Linked DNA regions of Podarcis muralis: region 1 is linked to region 2. The links are chromatin contacts, called in public Hi-C maps. All regions are on one chromosome and are shown on one strand. Each heading gives the region's core, a stretch centred on a gene start, on an enhancer-like site or on the middle of the called end of the contact. The rest is flanking DNA. Distances are from core to core; before and after follow the strand shown.

Region 1 (6,408 bases), core at 1,433-3,932, 300 kb after region 2:
GTTTGTAACCTGAGGTGTTTGTAACTCGTGGTACCACTGTACCTGTTTGCTATTGGGCACAAAACACTGAAAATGACTCCAAATGAGAGCTGAGTGCCCCTAAGCAAACTATTCTCCAAAATCACTCTTCTATATAGACAATGGTAAGACTGGAGCATTGGTGGAGCTATTGGTGGAGCGGGAGACGTCAACTAGCGTTCCTGCTGGATACAGAAAATCATGCTCAGTTCTAAGATACATGAATTTGTCTAAAATTCATATCACTCATTTGGGACATTTACACACTTTGCAGAATAAGAATGGTTGATTATATCTATAACCACAGTATTTCAGATCAAATACAAATTATTATTATTATTATTAATAATAATAATAATAATAATTCTGCAACCACCTTGGGTCCCTAAATATTGCTGGTCTACAGGCTCCATCACCCCACAGCCAGCTTAGCCGATGTCCAACAACACTGGGGAACCCAAGGTTGAGGAAGGCTGAAGTATTGTGACTTTCAAGGTCCCTTGCAACACTAGGATTCTATGACTCTTAAAAGGCAGCAGCACAACATTAAAAGCCTCTTCTCTCTTTAAATGATGGTAGCTTCTGTGCTGTGTTACTGTCTTCTGATTTTATTGATACCAGGGTTTTAGTATGTGAGTTATTTAACTTCATTGGCTAGGACCCAAGACATTACTTTAGGTGCATCTGAGGGCTTGAACATGTACCGTGGGATTTGTTTTAAACCCCCCACCCACCCATTTTGAACAGCAAAGTCCCATGTGCATCAAATTTTAAAAGCTCTGAAATGTTCCCCCAGTTTCAAAAGTGGTTTCCCATGTTGAGGAAAACAAGCAAAAGCTCCTTCGGCACATGGAAACAAGTTGCACTTACACTCATTGGAACCTGGCCAAAGCCTGTAAATGGCCTTGAGTGGATTGTAACAGAAAGGAGATTAATACATTTAATAACTAGATAAATTGAGCGGAAGTGGTGCGCATACCTCCCAAATGTGGTTTTTGACCCTAGGCAGTAAAGCTGGCTGAGTAAAGTCATTTGTGGGGATGAGCTGCCCATTCCAAAATGCAAGGGGCATTTTGTGCTATTTCCAGCCTTGCCAGATACGCTATGCAAAGTAAGAGGGCCCTGTAATGGGATCTTAAAACAAACTCTCATTGGGATACATGTGTTGGGATTGGGTATCAGTAGCCTCCTTTCCATTTTTTATTTTTTTATTTTTTTGCTAAGTGGTGGGGTTTTTTAATTAAGCATCTGTCATGCTGGGTATGCTTATGCTATGTCCTTATTTGTTTGGTTATACTGATGGTTTGAGGATGTTGATTGGAAGGGTGAATATAAGTAAACCTATGTTCCTCTCTCACGAGAGTGCCATAACTGCAGAACCATGATTGTAAGTAGTCATTGTGGAGTTGACTGGTTTCCTTCTGCTTCGGTAATGTCCGTACAGGCAGCTGGAAGTGAGACATTTGCCGATTTATTTCAGCAGTGGCCTAAATTAATCATGGGAAGAGAGACTGAAAATAAAACTGCCAGTACCATAATGTCATTACACAAATCTATGGCGTGACTGCACTTGGGAAACCATTTACTGTTCTGGTTGCCACACCTCAAAAGGGAAATGGCGGAGTTGGAAAAGATTCAGAAAAGGGCACCCAAAATGGAGCAACTCTCCTGTGAGGAAAGCTTTCAATATTTGGTGCTTTTAAATCCTTAAGGCATTTTGGGAAGTGGAGATGAGTAAGAGCATGGCAGAAATGTAGTGTGTGTACACACACACACACACACACATATTATGGAGAAAATAAACTTTTTTTCCTGTCGAACTTCTAGACACTTGGGTCACCCTATGAAGCTAACACTGGGAAGATCCAAGATGGACAAAAGCAATGACTTCACAACACATAGTTAAACAAACAAAAAATCAGCTGCAAGATGTGCTGATGGCCACCAACTTGGGCAGCTTTAAAGGGAAATTAAATCTGTGGAGGTTAAGGCTATCAGTGGCCAGTAGTCGCGATGACCATGCATTACCTCCAAAGCTGGAGGCAGTTGTTGGCATCCGTTTGTCTCGGGAGACAACGGGAGAGTGCGCCTTCAGGGATGGATAGTCCCTGGATAGTCGCGGCGCCCGCTGTGGCTGGACGCCTCTTAATCCAAGTTGCTGAGCGGGGCAGAAGTGGGGAGCGCTCTGCTGCGCCCACGACCTGCCTGCACGACCTGCGCCCCACGGGCACCTGCTTGGCCACTGCGAGAACAGGATGTCAGGTCAGCTGGACCTTCTCCTCTAATGCAGGTGGGATCTTCCCGCGTCCTTAAGTGTTTTCCTCTGATTCCTCTTTCCACCCCCTATTGGCCTGCGCGTTCTTCCTTCCCGCACATTCCAAGCACAAAAGGTCTCGGTGCAAAGGATGCGCTTCAGCATCCGGCTGCCCGAACGCAGAAAGAAAAGCGGGGAAGGAAGAACACGCTCCGCGAAAGTTCCCAACTACTTCCTCCAATGCCACCGCCCGTGCGGCTTCCATAGCCTCGGGCCCGCCGCCTATTGGCTCGCGCCTGGGTCCTCCCATCCAATGGCGGCTGGCCTAAGGCGGAGCTGCTTCTCGGGTTGGGCAGCCGCCGGCTGCGCATTCCGAGCGTCGGGCGGAGCCGCTGCTCCTCGGAGCGCTTCGCCTTACTTGGAGCGGCGCGCGCCGGGCTTCCCTCGCCCTCCCCGCCGGGCGCCTGCGCACTGAGAAGGGAGGCACTCGCCCTGGGAGCCGACGGGCGGGCGGGACGGAGGCGGCGCCTCAGAGCAGGGCGTGTGCCGTGAAGCGGGGAGCCCGGCCGGCCGGAGTTGAGCAGCCAGCAGCGCCCCGGTCCCGTCCCGTCGGTGAGTTGCTGCGTCGCCGCCCCCGAACCCCGAAAGCTACGGCGGGGCCTGCCCGGCTTTCGGACTTGGGCGGCGAGTCGGAGCCCCTTGGTCCCCTTCCTTTCCCTGGTCGTGTGAACTGACAGCCTCCTGGACCCAGGAAGGACTCGCCCCTTCTCCTCCTCCTCCCGAGGCGGCGTCGCTCTTTCCCCTTCTGCAAAGCGGGGTCAAGGCTCTGGTGGACGGGCAGCAGCCCGCCAGTGAAGCTTCCTGCGTTTCTGCAGAGAGTGCCATGGAAAACAAAAAGAAGAACCCCGAGGTTCTTGATGCTTCAACAGGGGTGGGGATCTGTGGGCCAGATCCCAGCCAGCAGGGCCAGTGGTCAAGGGTGATGGGTTCCCCATCTCTGCTCTGAAACGCTGGAGGGGATAACACCCAAAGTGTACACAAATAGTTGAGTTGTTTACTTTTGTTCGGTGATTTGCATGGAAGTGTCCCATGAGTGCAGCTGCGCACACCAGCACTGGGTTTTGGGTGGCAAAGGTAAAGGGACCCCTGACCATTAGGTCCAGTTGTGACCGACTCTGGGGTTGCGGCGCTCATCTTGCTTTATTGGCCGAGGGAGCCGGCATACAGCTTCCGGGTCATGTGGCCAGCATGACTAAGCTGCTTCTGGCGAACCAGAGCAGCGCACGGAAACGCCGTTTACCTTCCCGCCAGAGCGGTACCTATTTATCTACTTGCACTTTGACGTGCTTTCGAACTGCTAGGTTGGCAGGAGCAGGGACTGAGCAACAGGAGCTCACCCTGTCACAGGGATGCGAACCACCAACCTTCTGATCAGCAGGTCCTAGGCTCTGTTGTTTAACCCACAGCGCCACCCGCGTCCCCTTAGAGCGGTACAAAACAGTAATAATAATAATACCCAGTGCTTTTTTCTGGGGGGACACAGGGGGACGCATACCCCTAAACATTTTGTGAATCTTTGTACTTTTGTCCATTTACTGTATTTATTTTTCTATAAACTATAAAATGGTGATTTTCTAGAGTCAGAATGAGAGTACCCCTAAACATGTTTTTAGAAAAAAGCACTGATAATACCTATGTTTAGATGGGTACCTGCTAACAAGATCCATTAACAAAAAGTAACTGGACCAAAGGGAATTATTGTGAAAATCCAATATTTAGGGAAGTGCCAAATTTTTGTCCTTTCTCAGGGCACCGTATTACCAGAGTCTGCCCCTGAACACACGGTAGCTGAGCTGTGCACATCGCTGAGTGTACACTTCCCTAAGCAAATACTTGTGCATATATGGAGACGACTTGTTCCTATTTCCAGCTTCATGTGTGAGCAAACTGACTGCCTCGTTCTTTGCAGAGTTAAGAGGCAATTGCTAGAACTTCTTTCTTCTGAGCCCAGTCATTCAAGGCCTTTCCCCCATGACTGTTCCACCTGTCAGTGGCAGGGAAATGATAGGAAGGACTATCGTTGAGGTAGCTAGGATGCCGATGGGTGTAGGGTGTTTTGAATCTACCCCACCAGTTTTGTGTGATCTGTGTTAGCTGCCAGTTAGTTTCTGAGCCCAACACAAGGTGCTGGTGTTCATCTTTAAAGCCCTAAATGGCTTGGGGCCTGCATAGGTTGAAGACTGCCACCTTCTATATGAGCCTATCTGCCTGCTCTCATCATTTTCTGGGTGGCCACTTTTGAGAACAAGATGCTGGGCTAGATGAGCCATTAACTTGGTCAACCAGGCTCTTACGTTCTTATTCCTCAACAGGATGAGGCGTCCTTGACAGTGACCAGAGGTAGGACTTCTTCTGTAGTGACACCCATCCAAGTGCCAGGCCTTCCCACTTTTAGACAGCTAATGAAGACGTGGTTGTTTACTGAATATTTTTGACTGGATATTTCCTCTTGCTGGTGTTCTGATGTTTTTGAGTTCTGACAGCTGCTTTGTCACTGTCTTGTCTTGTGTTTTTATGCAGATAGTTTGATTTATGATTCCATTGAACTATGCATGGTTTTGTGTTGCTGTTGTCCCTTTTTTATTAGCTGGCAGGATTTTCTTTTGATAAATAGTTGGCATGTAAGTTTTTTAAACAGTTTCCACCTTGATATAAGCTGTGCGTAGCTTCCAGGCTTGACAGTTGGTGTAAACAGCACACTTTGCCTGGTTGAGCGTTGCTGTCCCAAGAACTTCTGGACAGCACCAGGTTGGGGAAAGCTACTCTGTGTGGTTAGAATGCTTGTGTGAGCAGCATTTCTGTCTCTCAGATGGGCTATTGTATTGACACATTTAGGACAATAAAATATATCTGCCTCTTATTGTCTTATATCACTTTCCCATATCTGTCAGTCATTTCTGTTCCACTGTGTCTCTCTGTTCTGGTTCCAGCTTAACCATGTCTAAATCACTGAAAAAAATTGTGGAGGAGAGTAGGGAGAAGAACATATTGGAGGTGGACATGTGTGACCGAGGGATCTCTAGCATGCTGGACATATCTGGCTTGTGTAAGTATTTCTCTTTTCCCTGCTTGCCCCCATCATGGCTTTCTTGCGCTTCCAAGCATAAGGTTGCGTCTATATTCTTGGGTCTGAACACATGTCACAACCACAGAAAAAGCTGAAGGGCGCATTACTGTAAGCGCCATATATCACCATATATCTTTGGAGAGAAAGACATTTCTGAAGTTCTCTCAGTTGACAAAACTGAAATCAGAGCCCAGAAACGCTTTTGGGGTGTTATCATCTGAAGATTTCCTGAAAAGGGGCAGCTGTACGTTAAATGTAATGTGTGGAGGTCTGATTCACACATAAGTTTGTCCAGATAAATACTCTGTATGCCCTAGAGCAGTGGTGAAACGCTGGCTCACATGTCTGCCATACTGTTCAAACCAAATAATACTCCATGGACTTGTATATACATTTAGAACTGTTATTTCCCATGTTACATCCAGCATTAATTATATTCACTGTGGGGTTTTTTTTAATAAAAAATTCCTAGAACAAAAATTTATTATTTATGTCATTTAGGAAAATAGCTCAAGAGTCTGTAGATACCCAATATATTGGGTTATGGTCTAAACTGGCATTTGAAACCCCAAAGTTTCTGAAGCTAAGCCAGTCTGTGTCTGGTTAATGCCTTGGTGGTACATAGACGCCAACTTAGGCCCAATGGGACAGAAATGTAAGAAAATAAATACAGTGAGAGCCTGAATACTTAAAGAGCATTTAGGTGACTTTACAGAATTGTGAGATCTGAAGGACTAGAGGATAAATTAAATTACAGAATCCTCAGCTTCAAGCTTTCTTGAAGTGTTGGTGTTGACCTTTAAAGCCCTAAACGGCCTCGGCCCAGTATACCTGAAGGAGCGTCTCCACACCCATCGTTCTGCCCGGACACTGAGGTCCAGCACCGAGGGCCTTCTGCCAGTTCCCTCATTGCGAGAAGCAAAGCTACAGGGAACCAGGCAGAGGGCCTTTTCGGTAGTGGCGCCCGCCCTGTGGAACACCCTCCCATCAGATGTCAAAACGATAAACA
Region 2 (5,676 bases), core at 789-3,288:
GGATTTCTGCATCTGAAGAAATAATACAAAAACTGCATTTTGCATTCATACTTTGTTTCAGCTCCTCTCAGACTATCCCAAAATAACAGGTGTGGCCTTGTGACAAATATCCACATGTTTTTATGAATCACTGATGACTCTACATAAATACTGAAGTCAGCCAGTCATGAGCTGAATGAATTCCAACTTACAACTGACAACAATCTTGCTAAAGCTCTGTTGTCATCAAACTACGACTGCAAAAGCTGCTCCCTCTCTACATATTATATAGCTGCTTCCAACATATTAATTTCTTTAGTGTTAAGTTCTGTGTAGTATTGACCCTATCTACCCCAAGCCTTTTGGCCTTTAGTTCCCCTTTCTCTTACCAAAAAGAAAAGATATTTTAGAGATAAGCCAAATATGAATGGGTAACAATTCAGAGTGTGTGGCTCATTTTCAACAATTCTTACAATGAAGACACTGTAGGTTATGAATGTACCATACAGACCATAATATACAGTGATCCTGTGTATGTATGTATGTGGGAAAGGGAGCTGGCCATATATATACAGTATACACACTGGTAGGTCACAGATGGCTGTAACTTCCAAGTGCATAGCTAACCCTATCCATGATAAGTAATTTTAATCAGGTGGTAAGGATTTTATAAGCCACAAGACTTTCTACAAAACAGTTTATAACAGCAAATACCGCCTGGCAAACCACTAGAACTGGAAGCCGCACACAGTTAAAGCCCATTACTTCACCTTTGGTGGACCTTGGGAACCATAGTTTGTTGAGGATGCTGAGAACCGCACCTGTGCATGAAGCAAACTGCAGTTCCCAGGATTCTCCCCTGTCCCAGGAGGGGTTGTCAGGGCTTTAAATGTATGGTGTGTATGCAGCCTATTTAAAAATCACATCCGTCTTATTACAGGAATTCTGAAGCAGCAACAACAAAAAAGTTACTGGATAGGCACTCAATGAGGACTTACTTTAGTGGGAGAAGAGGAGATAGAAAGGGCTGAGAGCTACCAAGTGTAACCAACTTATTTAAAGAAAGAACACATAACTTGTGAATGTACTGTGGTACCTCGGGTTAAGAACTTAATTCGTTCCGGAGGTCCATTCTTAAGCTGAAACTGTTCTTAACCTGAAGCACCACTTTAGCAAATGGGGCCTCCTGCTGCCACCGCGCCGCTGGAGCATGATTTCTGTTCTCATCCTGAAGCAAAGTTCTTAACCCGAGGTACTATTTCTGGGTTAGCGGAGTCAGTAACCTGAAGCGTCTGTAACCTGAAGCGTCTGTAACCCGAGGTGCCACTGTACTTATCTTTGGGCAAGTCACATTCTAGTCAATTTAAGCTACCTCCTAAGATTTGCTGCAGCGATAAAAGGGAGAACCAACCTACACGTTTCCTGAGCTCTGGGGTGGATTTTAACCTTAGTTTTTTTTTAAAAAAACAACAACCTGGAAAATAAAGAAGTGTGGCGTGGTGGGGTGGGGAAGAGACCCCTTGTCCTCTCTTAAAAGAGCTTTAAAGGATGGAAATAAAGGCGATGAAAAGACACATGACGCGCCTTTCAAGAGCTAAGCCCCACCCCGCCTGACATATGGGAAAGGGAACTTGACAAAGGCGAGACCCTCGTGCAGGGAGAAGAAAGGCAGGTGGGAGGCGGGTCGACCCCCGAGGGGAGATGGGGAGGGGGTCGCACCCAGGACGGAGGAGGGAAGGAAGGGCTGGCGATGGGGCAGGAGGGCGAGGGGGGATCTGTGGGTCGGGCCCAGACTGACTGCCCGGGCCTCCTTCCTGACTCACCCACATCCTGGTCGAAGGGGTTGCTGGTGAAGAGCGGCATCTTCCCAGGGCGGCGGGGGGAGAGCGGCGGCGGCGGCTGAGCAAGGCGAGCTTCCCTGCCGCCCCTCCTGGGCGGAAAACAACAAACAGCCACAGACGCCTCAGCGCAGCGACTGACGGAGCGAGGCCCCGCGGCGGCTTAGGCTCCGCCCCCACTCGCCCTCCTCCTCCTCTTCCTCGCGCTCCCTCTGTCCGTTTGGTTCTCCTCTGTCGCCGACGCTTCCGGGCGCGCGGTGCATGACGGGGAGCGGCGGGGAAAAAGAGGTGTCTACCGCACTTGCCTGACGGAGAGGCGGGCGCAGCGAGGCTTCCCAACGAGAAGCGCCTGGGAAACAGCGGTCGTTTTTATCTCTCCCCCGTCCCAAGTTTCCCAACCCTGCTTCTGATTGCCAGACAGGGTTGTGTGGATGGGTCAATGGAGTAAAAAGCCCTTCAGGCGCGCTTAGGAAAGCCGCTTGCGTGCCCCTCCAATGAGATCTCCTGGGTTCCAGGTGTGTAAGGATGGCTGGTCTGCCAGGTGAGGATGCGGAGGCTGGACCAGGCAAGTGGGACCCGAGTCAATGCATAGCAAACCTGTATGCACACACACTCAACAATCAGGAGAAACTATGACATCGGGGACAGCCACCACTCGCAAAGAAAATGGGCTAAATGAATATATGGTAGGATATTCCACTATTGGGCAAAGCAAACTCTGGCTGGGCTGGGCAAGAAGGAAGCATGGAAACTCCACCCCCATCCCTGGCAGGCACAAGCTAGTGGCCAGCAGATCGAAAGCTGCAGCACCTGACATTTCTGGGAGCTGTCCAGCATGCCTGAGCCTCAGGGATATGGCCAGACAGCAGCTTACATTGTTGCCCACAGTGCTGCTGGATCATGGACCAAGGAACGGGTGAGAGACACTGTAGCCTTGCTGTTATAGGATATTGAGAGGAAGGGCATAACTCTCCCATGGAGGTCACAGCTGACTCAGCTTACTCAGGACTGGACAGGTATATCCTTCTCCTCCCTCTTTCTCTTTACTTTAGCAGTGGGTACTGTGGCAAATTGTCACACTCACTCTTCAGGCTTTAGGGTACTCTCACAATTAAGGTGTGTGCTGAATGATTTGCTACCTGCCCTTCTTATTGGGCATCAGCTTAAGGGCAGAAACACATGTTCAATGAGACAGAAGAGTGCCAATTTCATTCTTCAGCAAGGATGTCTGAATGGTCACTCCTGGAAATACTATAGGAAAGGAACTTTAGGATGAGCCAGAAACAAAAAATCATGAATCTGTTTTATATTAGGATTGCTTTGCACATTAAAAAAGAGAATTTGACACACGTTCAGTCTCTCTGGGTGCACATGTATTCCCAAGTTGTGGTCCCTTATCTTAATTCAGGTGATCTGCAGCATGCTGATATTATATTAATTTATAAATGGGTTTGTATTCCTTTTTTATTTCTCATATTGCATTTTATTGTATTACAATTTGAATTCTACGGAATCTAAACCTAAGACAATAAAATTTAAGAAACAGAAGAAGCAATAAAAATACAGTTAAAAATCATACAGCACCTAGCCCAGCACATTATGATTGCAGAAGAACCAGTGAGTGGTCTGCCAAGACCATCAAGCGATTTTCAAGAGGTCCATGGGGGGAAATGGTTTCGCAACCATTGCATTAGGAACAAAAGAAGGGTCCTGCTAGTCCGACCAAAGGCCCATCCTATATGTTGCATTCCCACAGTGGCCAACCATATGCATGTGAGAAACCTTGATATTTCATATGGGTTAGTAAGTTATAAATATTGTGTGTTTGGGAGATTCCATTGTTGAAGGAGCCAGGCAAGTTTCTTGGTGAGTTAATCACCCTAAGTAGTGGTCCTTAGTATAAGAAAGGAAGTTGCTTTCTACTGGATGGCCAATGGGTGGCTAGTAGTGAGAAGGACAAAAGCCAGAGTTGAGTTCAGTGAGAAAGCTGGGCTACAGACAGGCAGAAACCGGAGAGTGAGAGCCATGCCTGATTTCTGCTTGAATCCAAAGCTGTGACTATGGGAGAAGCAAGACCTTCTGGGATGTTAATGCTGTGAACCATCACAAGTTGTTGTTGTTGTTTAGTCGTTTAGTCGTGTCCGACTCTTCGTGACCCCATGGACCAAAGCACGCCAGGCACTTCTGTCTCCCACTGCCTCCTGCAGATTGGTCAAACTCATGCTGGTAGCTTCGAGAACACTATCCAACCATCTCGTCCTCTGTCGTCCCCTTCTCCTTGTGCCCTCTATCTTTCCCAACATCAGGGTCTTTTCCAGGGAGTCTTCTCTTCTCATGAGGTGGCCAAAGTACTGGAGCCTCAGCTTCAGGATCTGTCCTTCCAGTGAGCACTCAGGGCTGATTTTTTTAAGAATGGAGAAGTTTGATCTTCTTGCAGTCCATGAGACTCTCAAGAGTCTCCTCCAGCACCATAATTCAAAAGCATCAATTCTTTGGCAATCAGTCTTCTTTATGGTCCAGCTCTCACTTCCATACATCACTACTGGGAAAACCATAGCTTTTACTATATGGACCTTTGTTGGCAAGGTGATGTCTCTACTTTTTACATCACAAGTTGTATACATGTGTAAATAAACCATATATCCTAAAGACAACACAGTCTCTACTGTCCCTCATTGCAAGGAAACCAAACTCTGGGCGTGCAACAATATGTTTTATTTTTAAAAATAATAAAAAATAAAAAAATGTATATTTCCACCACAATTGTCAAGGAGGATGGTCCAAGAGGATGGTCCTGTTAGAGTGAAAGAGCAACGTGGCGCGGGGAGGGTGCGGACGAGTCCCAGCTTGAGAGGCGAGTCTCGTCATCCTGGCGCACAGAGGCAGCCGGGTCTCTGGTATCCTCCGCAGTCCCTGCGCGGCCGGGAGGGGGCCGGGCGAAGCCTCCGAGCAGCTGTCCAAGCAGCAGCTGCCGCCGGGCTCAGCGAAGACGGATGGGGCGAGCGCCAGAGCCAGCTGCCTGCGCGCCCGACTCCGCCTCCGCCTCGCCTCCTCCGGCCGCCCCCCACGTGTGTCCGTCTGTCTCCGCCTGGCCTCCGGGGAGGGAAAGCATGGCGTCCAGCGAAGAGGACGGCGGAGCCGGCAACGGCTCGCTGGAGGAGAAGGAGAGCGGCAAGGCGGCCGCCCCTCGGCGCCGCGGCTCCGTCACCACCGCCTGGCTCATCTTCTACAACATCACCATGACGGCGGGGTGAGTGAGGGAGAGCGCGCGCCCGGCGGGGCTGGTCGAGCTGCGGGGCTGGGGCTCTGCCGCCGGCCGCTCTCTCGCTCGCCCGGGGAGGAGAGAGGGGCAGCCGGGGCGCCCTCAGACCAGGGGCGGGGGCGGCGGGCGGCACAGAAGGGCGGCGGCCGCGGGGGGCGAAGCTCTGGCTTGCCTGCATTTCCTAATACGGTGCAGCCTTCCAGCGAGGCGAGCACGTCATGCCTCTAACCCGCCGCAGAGGTTAAGTATAGCCCCAGCCCGGAATGCCGGGCGGGGGTGCACTGGGGCGGCGGCTGCATGGGGCAGACTGCTTCCCTCGGCATAATTTACGGCGGCTGCCGCGCAGGGCGCATCCCCGCTCGGCCACGGGCGGCCGCTTGCTTCCCCTGGCGAGCCGCGCTCCCCTCCCACTCCCGCAGGAGCGCAGGCTGCGGGGCCCTGCGAAGAACACCTGCCCGCCGTGCCAGAAGCTGAGCGGGGACAGGCTGCGGGTTACGCCACAAGCCAACCCTCAGCCACCCTCCAAAACAGAAGAGCCCTGTGCCACCTTGAAGTGTGCTGCCCAGCTTTCGACGTGGACTCAAAGAGCAGAGAGGC

Evidence for each region. A called contact is a pair of places that touch in the nucleus more often than the background predicts.
Region 1: a contact with region 2 is called in a Hi-C map of tail, with 5 times the contacts expected there. The contact joins the promoter of RSU1 here to the promoter of STAM in region 2. A contact is called at or near these places in 2 of 3 Hi-C or Micro-C datasets (blood and tail).

Annotation. Positions count from the first base shown.
Region 1 is chr12:25,591,529-25,597,936 of rPodMur119.hap1.1, forward strand. RSU1 (Ras suppressor protein 1) reads left to right here and starts at 2,683. Exons shown (of 8, transcript XM_028750492.2): 1 at 2,683-2,884; 2 at 5,263-5,378. The coding sequence starts at 5,270.
Region 2 is chr12:25,288,218-25,293,893 of rPodMur119.hap1.1, forward strand. It overlaps STAM (signal transducing adaptor molecule), which reads right to left and starts at 2,039. Exons shown (of 14, transcript XM_028751204.2): 1 at 1,803-2,039. The coding sequence starts at 1,842. It overlaps HACD1 (3-hydroxyacyl-CoA dehydratase 1), which reads left to right and starts at 1,597. Exons shown (of 7, transcript XM_028751209.2): 1 at 1,597-1,651.